Linked DNA regions of Mus musculus: region 2 is linked to region 1. The links are chromatin contacts, called in public promoter capture Hi-C maps. All regions are on one chromosome and are shown on one strand. The core of a region is the stretch at or near the end of the contact, and the rest is flanking DNA. Distances in the headings are between cores, read along the strand shown.

Region 1 (7,285 bases), core at 3,089-5,588:
AGGGTGAGAAGGTCCATTGTGGGTGTTGCCATCCCTGGGCTGGTAGTCCTGGGTTCTTGCAAGCTGAGCAAGCCAGGGGAAGCAAGCCAGTAAGCAGCATCCCTCCATGGCCTCTGCATCAGCTCCTGCCTCCAAGTTCCTGTCATGACTTCCTTTGGTGATGAACAGCAATGTGAAAGTGTAAACTGCATAAACCCTTTCCTCTCCAACTTGCTTCTTGGCCATGAATGTTTTGTGCAGGAATACAAACCCTAAGTCAACTCATACACATAAAATAAAAATGTATTTTAAAAAAGAACTATTGGAGCCGGGCGTGGTGGCGCACACCTTTGATCCCAGCACTTGGGAGGCAGAGGCAGGCGGATTTCTGAGTTCGAGGCCAGCCTGGTCTACAAAGTGAGTTCCAGGACAGCCAGGGCTATACAGAGAAACCCTGTCTCGAAAAACCAAAAAAAAACTATTGGGGCTGGAGAAATGGCTCAGTAGTTAAGCACTCTGAGGCCCGGAGTTTGGTTCCCAACAACCACATGGTAGCTCAACAGGCATTTGTAACTTCAGTTCTGGGGATCTGATACTCTCTCTTCTGGCCTCTGTGGGCATTATATTGTACATATACACACATGCAGGCAAACATGTTTACACATTAAAAAAAAACAAGACTTTCTTTTTAAGAAAAGAACTATTATTTTAATTAACTTCTGATTTCCTACTAGCAACTTAGATTTTTTTTTTAAACTATGCATCTCCATTTAGCTACAGACTTGCTTAAGTGCTTTTTCTCACTTCTTTCTGCTTTCTCTAAGTTATTCCTAATCATATCAATTAAGTAAAATCTCTTCCAGGGCTCCTGTGTATAAAATGAAACTGTTAGATGCAATGTATTATAATAATTATGAGTATCTTGCAAACATTACATTTTTCTAAAACCCCAAAACAAAGTAATCAGGGACAGATTTTTATTCCTCCACCACTTGGTTCTAGGAGATCAAGATGCAGCTGGACTCGGCTTCTCTGTGCTGGATCGGCAGCTCAGAATAGGGGATGCAGGTGCTGCACTGCCTAGCCCTTTCCAGGAAAGATCTAGTCTATATGGTCTGATCGCTTCTCTAAACTAAAGCCCAGAGAGTTAACAGAATACAGTAACATTTATAGTAAGATTTCCTATAAGACAAAGCTGAATGTTGGCTTATCCACCATAACCTTGGAAGTCTAGGGAAACAAGGATGATTCAAGAACGAATTTATTCTTGGGCAAGGCTCATCCAAGGGTTATCATTAGAAAGACATAGACACTAAAATAAATATATTTCCATGGGGAAAACAATGACTTCCACACCATTTTGAGATCAGTAACTGTTTCTGTTACACAGCAAATGTGCAAGATATTTGCCTACACTACACGTTCACTCAGGACATGCAATGTTTAATTTTTTCCTGGCTGCAGAAAAGCCTGGTCTTTCACATCAGTTAGTGCTCACAATGCCTCTAGAGTCTCTCTGTAGCCCACTAGATATATTTAGAACAGGAGCTACAGGTGTTAAATTCATGTACATTTGAAAAAAGAAATCTTGTTACAAAATTCTAACATCAACTTGGTCTCAAAAGTTCGAAGTATAGTAGCTTACAATACCAAGTAGAGTATGTTGCGAAAGAAAGAAAGAAAGAAAGAAAGAAAGAAAGAAAGAAAGAAAGAAAGAAAGAGAGAGAGAGAGAGAGAGAGAGAGAGAGAGCACTGTAGCTGTGTACATGCATGTATACATGTGCAAGTGTGCCTTTGAGTCCAGAAGCCAGAGGGAAACCCTGAGTGTTCACCTCTGAACAGCCCACCTTACTTTCTGAGACAGTGTCTCTCTCTGGAACTGGGGCTCGTGGATTCAGGCAAGAATCTCAGATCCTCACGTTTTCAAGACAAACGTTTTCTGATTGATCTATCTCCCCAGCCCCACACTGTGCTGTCATTACATAAATATATGTATATAAATGCATAGCGTTAATCATAAGAAAAATAAAGGGCCCTTCTGCTAACTTCATTCGGTTTTTTTGAGATTGCTGGAAATTTCAGTAACAAGACCTGGGGGTTCAAGCTCATAGAAGATCACTTGCGCAAAATAAATAAAACCCTGGGTTCATTATAACAAAAAATATTTTTATTTTAACAAGGCTAAAAAGTAACATTTCGGTGCACACCTTTAATCTCAGCATTTGGAAGACAAATCTAGGAATATCTCTGTGGGTTAGGGGAAAGATTGGTCTACAAAGTCCCAGAACAGCACAGAGAAAGCCTTTCTCAAAAACAAAACAAAACAAAACAACCAATCAAACAAACCAACAACACTCTAACAGTAGTAACTGGTACACTTCCAAAGGCTAGTATATCTTCACTTGGTTAAAAAAAAAAAAGTAAATAGTAAAAAAATTTTATTTGATCTTTCTCAATTCCTTCCCTTCCCATTTTCCTAAATACACTTAAGAGAAACTCAATACAAAATATACTGTATGGTGCATTTCCATTTTAAAAGGAGTCCTAAATTTACTGAGGTATCCATCTTCATTAATGATTTTCTGAATCTCAACCAATGTCTCAAATTAACTTCACAGATAAAGGTAAACATTACCTAGCTGTACCAGCGAAAGCCTCAAATGTGAAGCCAGAGGTGGAACGGACAGTTTTCTCAAGTAAGAACTAGGCAATAATGCCCACATGAACATCTGCCTACCTCGTGGTCAAACTACCCTCTAATCTCAATACCCCTTCTTGCCAATCTTAGGGATATAAACTTAATACGGGAAAACCGGGCGTTCATTTGGTGAGAGCTTGGCTGCAAAAGCCTTGACGCAGCTCAGGTGACAGCCACGAAGTCTGAAGCAGCCTCCCACGCAGACAGTACACCCAGCGGAGGGCTGACCCCTTCTGATTAAGCAGAAAGGGTAACTTTGAGCATTCCGCTTGCAAAGGCTAAAGCCGCTTCTAGAAAAAACAGTATTCAATCAATCACAAATAACAAGTCCCACATACACTATTTGTTCCACCTGCAATCGATGTCAGCTAACACCTAGAGGCTACCATATGAGGATGGAGAAAAGAGCTAAGGCGCAGAGGAGCCGGAACCTCAAGCCCACCCCAACTCACCCTGGGCTCAAGTCTGCCTTCCGGGGGCTCCCACACGTAAGGGTACCCAGGCCTCCCAGGATTTCGAGGCCCAGAATCTGGGATCCCTGAAGGTTTCAGCAGTGCATCGCCTACAGAGCTGAGTCCCGCAGAGGCCGGGAGGGAAGATGAAGGATGCAGCCAGCTGCAGATGTGAGAATCCCAGCTGCGCAACTCTCAGGCTGTCAGTCCCAGCTCCTCCACGAAACCAGGAATGTCAGGAGGGTGACCCCGGAAGAGTCATACTATGCCTTTTTGCCCATCAAGAACCTCCAGCTCGGCCCACCCGTAACGGATGGATAGGGACGACCCCCAGCCCCGGAGAGAGGGTGATTCCCAACCCCTCGTGGATTGGGACCCAGGGAGAATGACCAAAGGCCCTCTGTCCACCAAGATTCACGGCTCTGCTCACTGTCCCCCATCTGGGATGAGCCCACCGAGAGTGAAACCCTGACCCTTCCACTGAGATAGGGTGACCAGGGAAAATGACCACCCAGGAGGATGGCCCTGGAGGGTCATGATCCCTCAAAAGTGGCTCCCTAGAGTGATCCCTGGAAACGTGACCCCGAGAGGATTATTATCTTCAAGGGTGGCCCCTGAAAGGATGACCCCGGGTCCTGCGCCCATAAGGACTCCCAGCTCTGATCCGCCCACGCGTCCGGGATCGGTCCCCGCGACTGGAGCTAGCGGCTGCAGGGGTGACCTCGGTGCCCACGGCGTACCTGGCGGCTGCGGGCCCCCAGGGCTGTCTGGCTGCTGTGCGCCGGACGCCGCGAGGCTCTTGCGCTCCTTCTGCGACTCCCTGCGGCCGCCTGCGCCAGGCCTGTGTCCTGAGGCCACAGCCGGGCTCCTGCCGCCACGGTGCCCGGCCCCGCTGGCCGCCGCCGCCGCCTCATCGCGACGCTTGCGCTGCAGCTGCTGCTGGCGCCGGTGCTCGGCCTCCCGCAGGATGTCGAACGGGTCCGACTCGTCGTCCAGCAGCTGATGGAAGCGGTTGGCCACGACGCAGCCGAACGTCTCCTGCATCGCGGCGCCCGCGGCGGCTACAGGGCTCCCCAGGGCCCCCTTCATGACGCCGCCGCTGCGGGCGCCGCGGGCAGCCCAGGCCAGTGAGGTTCAGCGAAGCCGCGGGCGAGGACCCATGCTGCTGCTGCTGCTGCCGCCGCCGCCGCCGCCGCCGCCGCACTCTCGGCCCCGCGGTCGGCTCCTCCCGGCCTGCGCGCCCCAGCCAATGAGCGCTGGTGGACACGCCCTTCGGCCCCGGGGCGCACGAAGACCCAATGGGAGACCGGTGTCTGTGACGTCACGCCCCACTTTATCCCCTCCCACTCTATAGCCTGTGGGCGTGGTGGTATGGGGCTTGGGCGGAGCTACCACCAGAAACTCAGGGAGGCTGCAAGCCTTCTCTCGCCGGTGTGCGCCAGTGGGGAGCCTGGTTGCACACCGCCACACTTCACCAAAATGACCTAGTCAAGAGCCTTTAAGGGCTTGCGTGTCTGGGGGAGAGCTGTAAACTGAGGGAAAGTGCCTAGAGGAGAGGCAGCGTCCTCAGCTGGGTGCTGACCCATTCAAGAAGCCTGGAGAGACTTGCGTTTCAAGAGGTGTGACAGGAACAAGAGACCAAAACAACCCATTCAAGTGCAAAGAAACAACCCCAGACCCACTGTGATGTTGTGATGAGTGCGGGAGCGGACAGGGTGAGGTTTAGATAGCGGTTGTTTTTCTTTTGAGACATTCAGTTAAGGCCTGGCTTCTGGGGAATGAAACTCCAAATTAGATGTCATGCTTGCTGGCGAGTGCCTTTGCTCTCTGAGCCATCACTCTCCTGAAAATTAATTTTGTAAGTTAGCATTCAAAGTAATGGTTCTTATGGTATGTTTGTGTGTTTATATGTGTGTGTATATATACATGTTTATGTCATTACACTTTGTTCAAAACTGTCTCCACATTGCCCTTCTCCATGATGCCATCCCTGCCTGCTGGTTCCCTCCCTATCACAAGCAGTTTTACTTCATAGAACATATGTTTTACTTCATAGAACATGTGAAAGGAATAATTAAATACAGGTGTTAAAAAAGGTCTGAGTTTTACTGTTGTCCAACTTCTCTGTGCAAAGAAATCAAAAGTGATTTTTGTCTCAAATTGTAATTTCCTGGGCTTGCCATTCAGGGACCTCAGGGGTTCTCAGTAAATTGTCAGATGGCTAGAGATTTTAAGATAGGTGGCCACTTCTTTCTTTGAATTAAAGATTAGAGCCTGTATTTTTCTAGCCAAAATTGGAAATAGGTATTCAGATGAAAACTCGTATTATTCTCAGAGGTGCTATTCACAATAGCCGGGAGGAAGAAGCAGTCCAAATGCCCATTAACTGGGTGATGGATGAATAAGATGTGCTACAACAGAAGCTAGGATGGGGTGGGGGGAGGGCAGAAAAAGAACAAGTGTTAGCACACACTACAAAACAGGTGAACCTTGGACCATTGTGTGAAGAAAGCTTAGATGATGTCAGGGATAGGGATAGTTTTAGTTACCTTCGCATTGCTGCACCCACAATACCATAATTTTGCAAATATGACATCAAAGGCACAAGCAAAATTGCACTTTATCAAACTTAGGATCCCGTCATCAACAACTTACGAGGCAAAGATTTATCTGGTGCCCAGTATCAGAGGAATTTAGTCCACCTTGGCAAGAAGACATGGTGAAGCTCCCAGTTCATATTGGGAGCCCGGCTGAGGTGAAAGCTGTTCTCATCATGGTGGACTGTGAAGCAGAGAGCAAAACAGGAATCAGACAGGGGTAACATACCCTACATTGAGGACCTCCCCTAAAGACCCCATAGTCTCTCCAGACAGCACTACCAGCTGAGAAACAAATTTCCAGCTGTAACAGAAAGCAAGTTAGGAGTTTCTTCTTTCATACTAATGTATCCAGTGATTTGTTACATAGTGTACATTCAAGGCATTTACTTTATACTGTGAATGCAATCCAGTGCTACATTATTCTGTTGCTCATGTCACTGTAGACACAAGAGCTTCTTCATTGTCTCCTATGTTGCTCTGATACATAATGAAGGCTTTGTATACATGTGAGTGTGTGTGTGTGTGTGTGTGTGTGTGTGTGTGTAAGTAACAATAATTATTTACTTCTGGCAGATCTTGCACATTTCCTGGACTGGTCTTGGCATCAGCTATTTCTCCAAAGAGACTTGGTTTTTATTACTGATGATTGATTTTCAGAGACCAAAACTGTAGAAAGGAGATAATTTTGCAAATATGACATCAAAGGTACAAGCAAAATTACACTTTATCAAATTTAGGATCCAGTCAACAAAGGAAACTGTTGAAGAAATCTAAAGACAACCTGTAGAGTGGAAGAAAATATTTGAAAATCTTTTATACTGGGGTTAGTATTTAGAATACATGAAATTAAATTTAAAAAAACAACTAAAACTAGGGGGTTTCAGTATCAGTATTCTATATGTTTATAAATGGATAAAAACACAGGAAAAGGTGTTCAATGGCATACGCTGTAAGGAAAATGGAAATGAAAACTGTGTGTGACGGTCTGACACACTTTTAAGGATACCTTTCCTACTTCTCCATTGTATTTTTCCCCATTTTCATATGTTTAGTGTGTGTGGCTAAATGTTTCAGCACATGTGTATGGATGTGTGTGCACCTGTGGGCAAATGCCTGTGGAGGTTGAAGTTTGATGTCAGGACTTAAACTCAATTCCTCTTACAACTTATTTATTGAAATAGAGCGTCTCACTCAAACCTAGAACTCGCCAATATTGCTAGTCTCCCTATACAGCTTGGTTAGAGGATCCCTGGGATGACGGTCATTTTTTTTTTGAAGGATATATATAAAGCATATATTAGTAAGGATGTGAAGAGTCTGGGACGGGACCAGCATAGATCATTGGTGGGATATAAAGTGGTGTGAGGACTAGGAAAAAAAAAGCAGTACAATTCCACCCACCCCCAAATTAAACTTCATAGCTTCCATATGGCCTTCTGCTTCATGTAGACATGTTGGAGGCTGAATTTAGATTTCAAAATTCAATAGAATCATGGAGAAAGGGAGTCAAAAGTGAAAACATATGCACCTGTACTTCATATGTAAATAACAACCTA
Region 2 (7,188 bases), core at 4,209-6,708, 3.6 Mb before region 1:
ATGCTTTAAATACAATAAAATAAACACCTAAAGGAGATACCAAATCAGGAAAATTCTCTAATTTGCTTTTAAAGGACAGAAGCAGCCGGGCAGTGGTGGCACACGCCTTTAATCCCAGCACTTGGAGGTAGAGGCAGGTGGATTTCTGAGTTCGAGGCCAGCCTGGTCTGCAAAGTGAGTTCCAGGACAGCCAGGGCCATACAGAAACCCAGTCTCGGGGGGGGGGGGGGTGTAGGACAGAAGCTCTGCTAAAGGCAGCATATCTATCAATGAATAGCTAATAAAGTTAGCACCTAGCATTTTGAGAAATACTCACTTAGCAGGATACAACAGACAAAAAAGTCAATTGATAATGAAAGAAGCAGCCCACCTAGATTAGACAATAATTTTCCCAATTATTCTATTCTTATATAATAGTATAGCTCCCTGTGGCTATTTAAAGCCACATGGAATCTGAATCTCCCTGCTCATCCTCCATCTTCCTCCTCTCTTTTCCTGTGTTGCTCCCTGACTCAGCAACTCTTACCTCTGCCTCCCTTTTCCCTGTCCAATCGCAGGCTTCTTGTACTAATTTTTAAATTAATTGGACAGATAAAATTCTACTACAGGAAAACCATGCTTTATCTTGTATTTTTGCACTGATTCAGCCATCCCTACATACCTGGGTATGTGCCTACACTTGCCTGTGTCTTCACATTCCAAGGCTCTGGTCGTCGTTCCAGAAATGTGATCAGGTGTGGCTTGGAGAAAGCAAGACCTGTTTGGAAAGGGGAATAAGATGCTTGGCTCTTTTCTCCTGGAAATTAACATTTGGACTTAGTTCTATGCATATATGGGAAGAGATTATGAACAACTGCAGAAAATTCTATGATTAACACACTTCCTGAAAGATGATATTCTTAGGAGTCATTTACAACCTGCGATTCCTTGAGCCTCATTACAAGGAAAAGTATTAACGCAGAAGGATGAGGCATTTTCTCTAACATGTGTTCCAGCCTCCTGCTACCGAGCTACTAACAAGGCCACTACAATGGAGGGTGCATACCTCCACAAACAGGCTAAGCATACTCTAAAATATTTCTTAGCCCCATCACATTCCATCTTTTTCTCTTTAAAGGCAGGCACATGAGCTACATTGTTGGAAGGCACAAACTCTCCAACATGAGTTACCCTACAAATGGAGGCAGTTCCTTTTGACAGTGAAATAAGAGTTCACAATGGAAGTGATCCTTACCCAGGAACACAAGGTGGCTGTAATTCTCCAACATCACTTCCTTATACAAATTCCACTGAGCAGAGTCCAGACATTCACGCTCCTCTGCAGAGAAATCAATGGCCACATCTCTGAATGACAGCAGTTTCTGAAATTAAATGAAATCAATAGCAAAAATTAATAACATAAATACCGAATAGTCAACATACTTGCAGTCACAATTCTAAATTTTGAAGAAGATGAAATTATAGATAGAAATGGTTCTGACATAGGTGCCTGATATTAAATACCTTGAAATGAAATGATATCTCATGAATTCATCCTCTTTAAAGAAAGAGAATGACATAAGTTCCAAAACTTAAATAAAGGTAATTTTATGAAAATAAATTGTAAAATTTAGGAATTCACAAAAATATGTATTTAGTGTGGAATGCTTGCATAGTACACCACACATTGCATGCATTCTCACAGGAAGAAGCTATGGTGAGGAGTACCACAGTAGAATACTGTAGCCACAGTGGAGTCGGGGCCATACACTGGAGCCCTGATTTCAGTAATGCACAGAGACCCAGAGACAGTACTAGCTAGTTCCAACCACCCCACCTCATTTACTGATCCTCAGTCCTGCAAATGCCTCAATTTCAACTTCTTTTTAAGTATCTTCTCTCTCTAGTTTCACCACAAACAGGACTTGTCCTCTGAAAGTGAGCCAAGATGCCATAGAGTTTGCAAGTGTACCATTGCTTTCCAGTTGTGTAGCTGATGGCTTTGGGCATAGGTTCATGTCCTGACCACACAGGCTTTAGAGATGGAAGGCTAACTCTGATTATCAGTTCTTTTAGGAATATGGGGGTATATGGTGGATTAATAAGTTAAAACTTCATAGGGTCTTCTTGTCTGATTGTTTCTCTTAGCCTGTTTATGAAGCTGTCATTCCACTGACTTAGAGATAAACTCCTGTCATGGTTCATACAAGTCCTTAACTACGGAACTAAAACTACACATTCTTGGCTTGGTCAGGATTGGCAATGGCACCCTGGCAGGAGGTGCACCTAACACTGATAATGCCAGAGATATGATTTGTGGTAAACAGGCAAGGTCGCCATTTGTTACATTCTGTTTGCTTTTTAAAATCTTCATCTAATTGGTCTTTTATGTGCAGTTAACATTACTTTGAATGTACAAATGAAATTACACACTTGGTCTATAAAGTTGTTAAAAATTAATGAGCATTTGACTCATCTTGTTATACATATTAAGAGTATACCATCTATAAATATAATAGATTAATATAGTCTAAAATACTTACCTGCTATTTGAGTGTTGGAATTAAAATGAGGCTGTTTGTTGGGTCAATATGCTTTCTTTATTGATCGTTAATTTTGATCCAACCAGGGGTGTTTGTCAACACACTATATAAGGTTATATTCTGTTCTAAAGAACTGCCTCTTTGGGAATTATCACTTCAATAAAATTTATATAGATATAATTTAGGAATTTTATTGATCCATGTATCAATAGATAGGATGATAATTCAACTAAATGTCTGATCTGCAGAGGCACTTCCATCACAGGCCTTTACGTCTACCTACACCTCACTATCTTGTTACATAGATGAGCTCACTCTAAAGGTTGGGGGTCATTCACCTAGTTTCAGATATTTAGCTTAATCTTTTATATTAAATTTATCTAATTAAATCTATCCAATCAATTTATGGTGTAAGAGACACAGTCTTGTCCTTTGTTCTTTATTTAGTGTCAATTACCATTCTTTTGTGGTGGCAGTTCCACAGCATCATGAGAGCTATGTATAGATCATCTACATCACAAGAACTATTTATAGATCATCTACTTTAAAAGAGGATTGTTGGAAGGTTGATGGACTAACATCACTGTGAAATCCTGAGGGTACAGTTATGCTGGTTGCAATAAGAAAAGCCCACCTATACGTTTGCACATACACCTTCTTGGTTTAATAACTTTTCTATTGTAATAAAACATTACAACCAAGACAACTTTTTTAACGGGGTAGGGTGGGGGTGTTGTTTTGAGACAGGGTTTCTCTGTACAGTCCTGGATATCCTGAACTTGCTCTGTAGATCAAGCTGGACCGGAACTCAAAGATCCATCTGCCTCTGCCTCCTGAGTCCTGGGATTAAAAATGTAAGCCACCACTGCCCAGCACCCAAGGCAACTTATAAAAGATTTTTACTGGGCTTATGGTTTCAGAAGATTACAGTCCAGAATAGTGAAATGCTAGCAGGAATTGCTGAGAGCTCACATCTTGATCCACAAGCAAGAGGCAGAGCTCTGAGAGAGGGTAGGAGTCTTTCTGACATCTCAAAGCCTGTCCCAAGTGACATATTTCCAACAAGGCCACGCCTACGACTCCTTCTCAAGCAGTTCCACCAAATGGAGACAAAGCATTCAAAGAAGAGCCCAGGGGCACCATTCAAACCACACCTTCAGACTGGGCTTTGGGAGTGGAGGTGTCCTGTATCCTGGAGTCTGCTGCATAGTATGGTTGTCTTCTACTGACTACATGTAAATGAAGTAGAATAGAAAGACAGGAGAAGTTAAGATCTGGGAAGAGAGATCCCCTCACTTGAGTTTGAAGCTTTTCAGCAGCTGAAAGTCAAACATTTTGACAGCTAACACTCAATGTGAAGGTTTCCAGCAGAGGCAATATTTGTCTTCCTTAGTAATACTTTCAAATAAAAATGTTACAATAGCCATGAATAGGGCTGGAGAGATACCTGAATGGGTAAATACGGACTGCCAGAAACTCTGTCAGTTAATAACAGAGTTCAATACCCAGAACTCACATGGTGGAAAGGGAGAATGACTCCCAGAAGATATCCTCTGACCTTGTAGGTCCTGCCATGTCAATGTGGCACAAACCAATAATCCTAGTCCTTGGGAGGTAGAGGCAGGAGGATTAGGAGTTCAAGGCTGGCTTCATTAAGGTGCTTACAAGGTGCCAGTCACAGGGCCCTGAGTGATCAGAGCTCCTCAATTCCATCTTTTTGTCTCTCTGACACACTGTAAGTACTTGGGTGAGTTTGTCTAGAACTGTTTGGGGAGGGTTAGGGAACCTAGATGCCACATTCTTCGATAAGAGTTGGTTTAGGTGAGTTTAGACACTGCAGATGATATGCAAAGACAGAACAGCTGGCCATTAAAGAGCGATGAAGACCGACCTCTTAGGATGCAGTATTATTTCCTCCCCCAGAGACATTTCAGCCCCCTCTCACCTGTAACCAACAGCCCTGTACCCACGCCTATTCTCACACCAATTTGTTTCTCCATTTTGAAAAGGAGTCCAAACGCAGTCTCCGAAGGTACTGGCTGATCTATTATTTTCTAGTACTTTTCACTCTACACTACAGAGTGAACTACTTGGTTGACACAAAACTCAAATCTTTCCCTTTAAGGGACTATTCTGCCCTCATTCATATAGGAGTGTTAGTCTTGGGGTTGACGTCACAACAGTGATCGCGAAGGACTTCTATTCAAAATAGTTCATAAATCTAACAGTTCATTACCAAGAAAATGGAACCAACATTCCAAACACCAACCGCCCTCCCAAAACTCCCTTCACTTGCAAATAAACAAGGTTATGAACTTTTGTCAACTCCAAGAGTCCTGGGCCAGCTATAAAGTAAAGAAAGCACCACACACCCAGTTGGTTCTAGATTTCCTGAGAAATCTGACTACAACCATGTGAGCCTGAGTCAGCTAGAGAGCAGAGTTTCCCCAGCCAAGCAGGAGAGTGCGCTCCCAGTCATAGCCTCAGGCTGTCATCAGACACCAGTCAGGGTGAAACCTGCCAGGACTTCCAGCAGTTCTCACTCCTGGGTCCTGAGCCAGCTCTCCTGCGCAGGGTGGACTCCAGCAGTAGCCTCGTGCAAGCAAAACGGTCACTCTCAGAGCCGACCCCATTGCCCTTTCCGCAGCTCTGACCTGGATCCAACGTGGGGTTGGTCCAGCCTAGGTCAGCACAGCACCCCCAAGTCCGCTTCTTCCCACCTCCCATCCACAAACCCTCGCCATCCATTCCGGACCCATCACCACGCGGACCCTCACGCCTGCAGGGCAGCGTTGCACCCTGGACGAACCTCCATGTGAGAGATGCAAACCGAGTACTGAGCAAGACCTTTTTCTTGCTCAACTTTGGGAAAGATGCAACTATGCAGACCGAGAGTAGAAACGTGGTTTCCTGACTGGCTCCTTGTGACGTCATATGGGCAAGACTACATTTCCCACAACTCTATGCGAAAGAAATCCCTTAGAGTGTAAGGGGTTGGGAGGAAGCAGTCAGTTTGTGTCCTGGTACAACCACAGGGAGCCAGTTGGCTTTTAAAATGCTAAATTTAAACCGGGCAGTGGTGGCGGCGCTAGCTTTTAATCCCAGCACTTGGGAGGCAGAGACAGGCTCTGAGTTCGAGGCTAGCCTGGTCTATGGAGTGAGTTCCAGGACAGCCAGGGCTACACAGAGAGGGGGGGGAAATGCTGAATTCAGTACAGGACACGTTTAAATGTAAATTGAGCCTTTGGCAGTAACCTTTAATAGGTTTGCAACTTATTTCTGTTCAATATGTTGCGATTTAAACTCAAAAGTGTACTTATTATGGAATCTTCTACATGTAAAGTTCACACTGATTCAATATTACTATAAAATAACTATATGTGACCTTCCTTGTAGTCGAACTGCTCAGGAACTTAAGACAGGAGGATCCCAAATCCAAGGCTAACCTGGGCCAAATAAAGAGACCTTGTTTCAAAATACAATGTACAAGTAGGGTTAGGGAGCAAGGGGTAAAGCCCTTGACTACAGTGGAGGCTTGGCTTAATACCAAGCATTACATATGCATAACTACTCCTTGTTCACCTGTGTGAGCCATACATGGATAAGACTCCACAACTGGATAACGTTTTCATGTGAACACTGGAAACTTCCATACAGTGAAGGGCATGGATCAGGGACACAGCTGTTTTAAATCATTGGACAAAGTTAAACATCCAGCTCTCTGATGTTAACTTACGAAGAAATCCTGAATTTATCTCAGGATCTTTTTTTGGTCTGTCTGTAAGTAGAGTGCACACATGTTCATCCACTAATTTGTGCTATACAAGAGCTTCATCCTCTTCTACCTGGTTTTTCATGAATGCAGGCAAGTATTGTTGGGGACAAGAAAAGAAACGTATTCTAAGTACTATGACGATTTCACTTTCAGATTTCATTAAATTCTAGAGAGAAACTAAATTCATAGTTCCAGGCCCTAGGGGAGCTGGGGACTTCCGTATAGCTGAATAGCTTCTGTTTTAAACAGTTGTCTGAGTCCAGCCATCTCAAGGGCAACTTCTCCATCTTGCTGGCAGGGTCATACAAGTTCATGTTCCCAGGCCCGTAAAGAACAGCTATCACTCACTTTTCCAAATGTTTTCTTAATTTGTTAACAGCTGTGTGTGTGTGTGTGTGTGTGTGTGTAGAGAGAGAGAGATTGCTATTATTTAAACCATGGTTTTACACACACACATATATACTACATACAGCTGACCCAGTCCTTTGTCTCCTTAGCACTCTAAGCTCCTAACCACTCCAGACCTAATGTCTAGGAGAACGAATTAAGGACCTTGAAGCCAAGTGCCCTGGATACCGCCCAGTCTCCAATGGTACTCCTTTGTTTAACCCATAATGTCAAAATACAATTGGTTAAAAGTGCAGCTCCCCTCCCCTGGTCCCCCCTGTTTTGTGTTCCCATCCTTTAAAAATGTTGTTCAAACTCCCTTTGGGAGGCAGTTCAGATTCCAAAGTGACTGCCTCCTCGAGGCTCTGAAAATAAAGCTTCATTTTTTAAGTTTTCATATCTGAAGTGAGTTTTCTCAGCTTCCACCCCAAACCCAACAGTATTCACTAGCAGGTGTGCTAGGAGCTCATGCTTACTTCCCCTGCTCCTCTCCCAAGTGGAGGG

Evidence for each region. Promoter capture Hi-C pulls out the DNA fragments that hold promoters and counts their contacts.
Region 2: a contact with region 1 is called in a promoter capture Hi-C map of embryonic stem cells. The contact joins the promoter of Zfp493 here to the promoter of Habp4 in region 1. A contact is called at or near these places in 2 of 39 promoter capture datasets (embryonic stem cells and maxillary cranial neural crest).

What each region holds. Positions count from the first base shown.
Region 1 is chr13:64,158,919-64,166,203 of GRCm38.p6, reverse strand. Habp4 (hyaluronic acid binding protein 4) reads right to left here and starts at 4,338. Exons shown (of 8, transcript NM_019986.3): 1 at 3,870-4,338. The coding sequence starts at 4,218.
Region 2 is chr13:67,777,963-67,785,150 of GRCm38.p6, reverse strand. It overlaps Zfp493 (zinc finger protein 493), which reads right to left and starts at 5,458. Exons shown (of 4, transcript NM_028402.2): 1 at 5,332-5,458; 2 at 1,235-1,361; 3 at 662-757. The coding sequence starts at 5,337.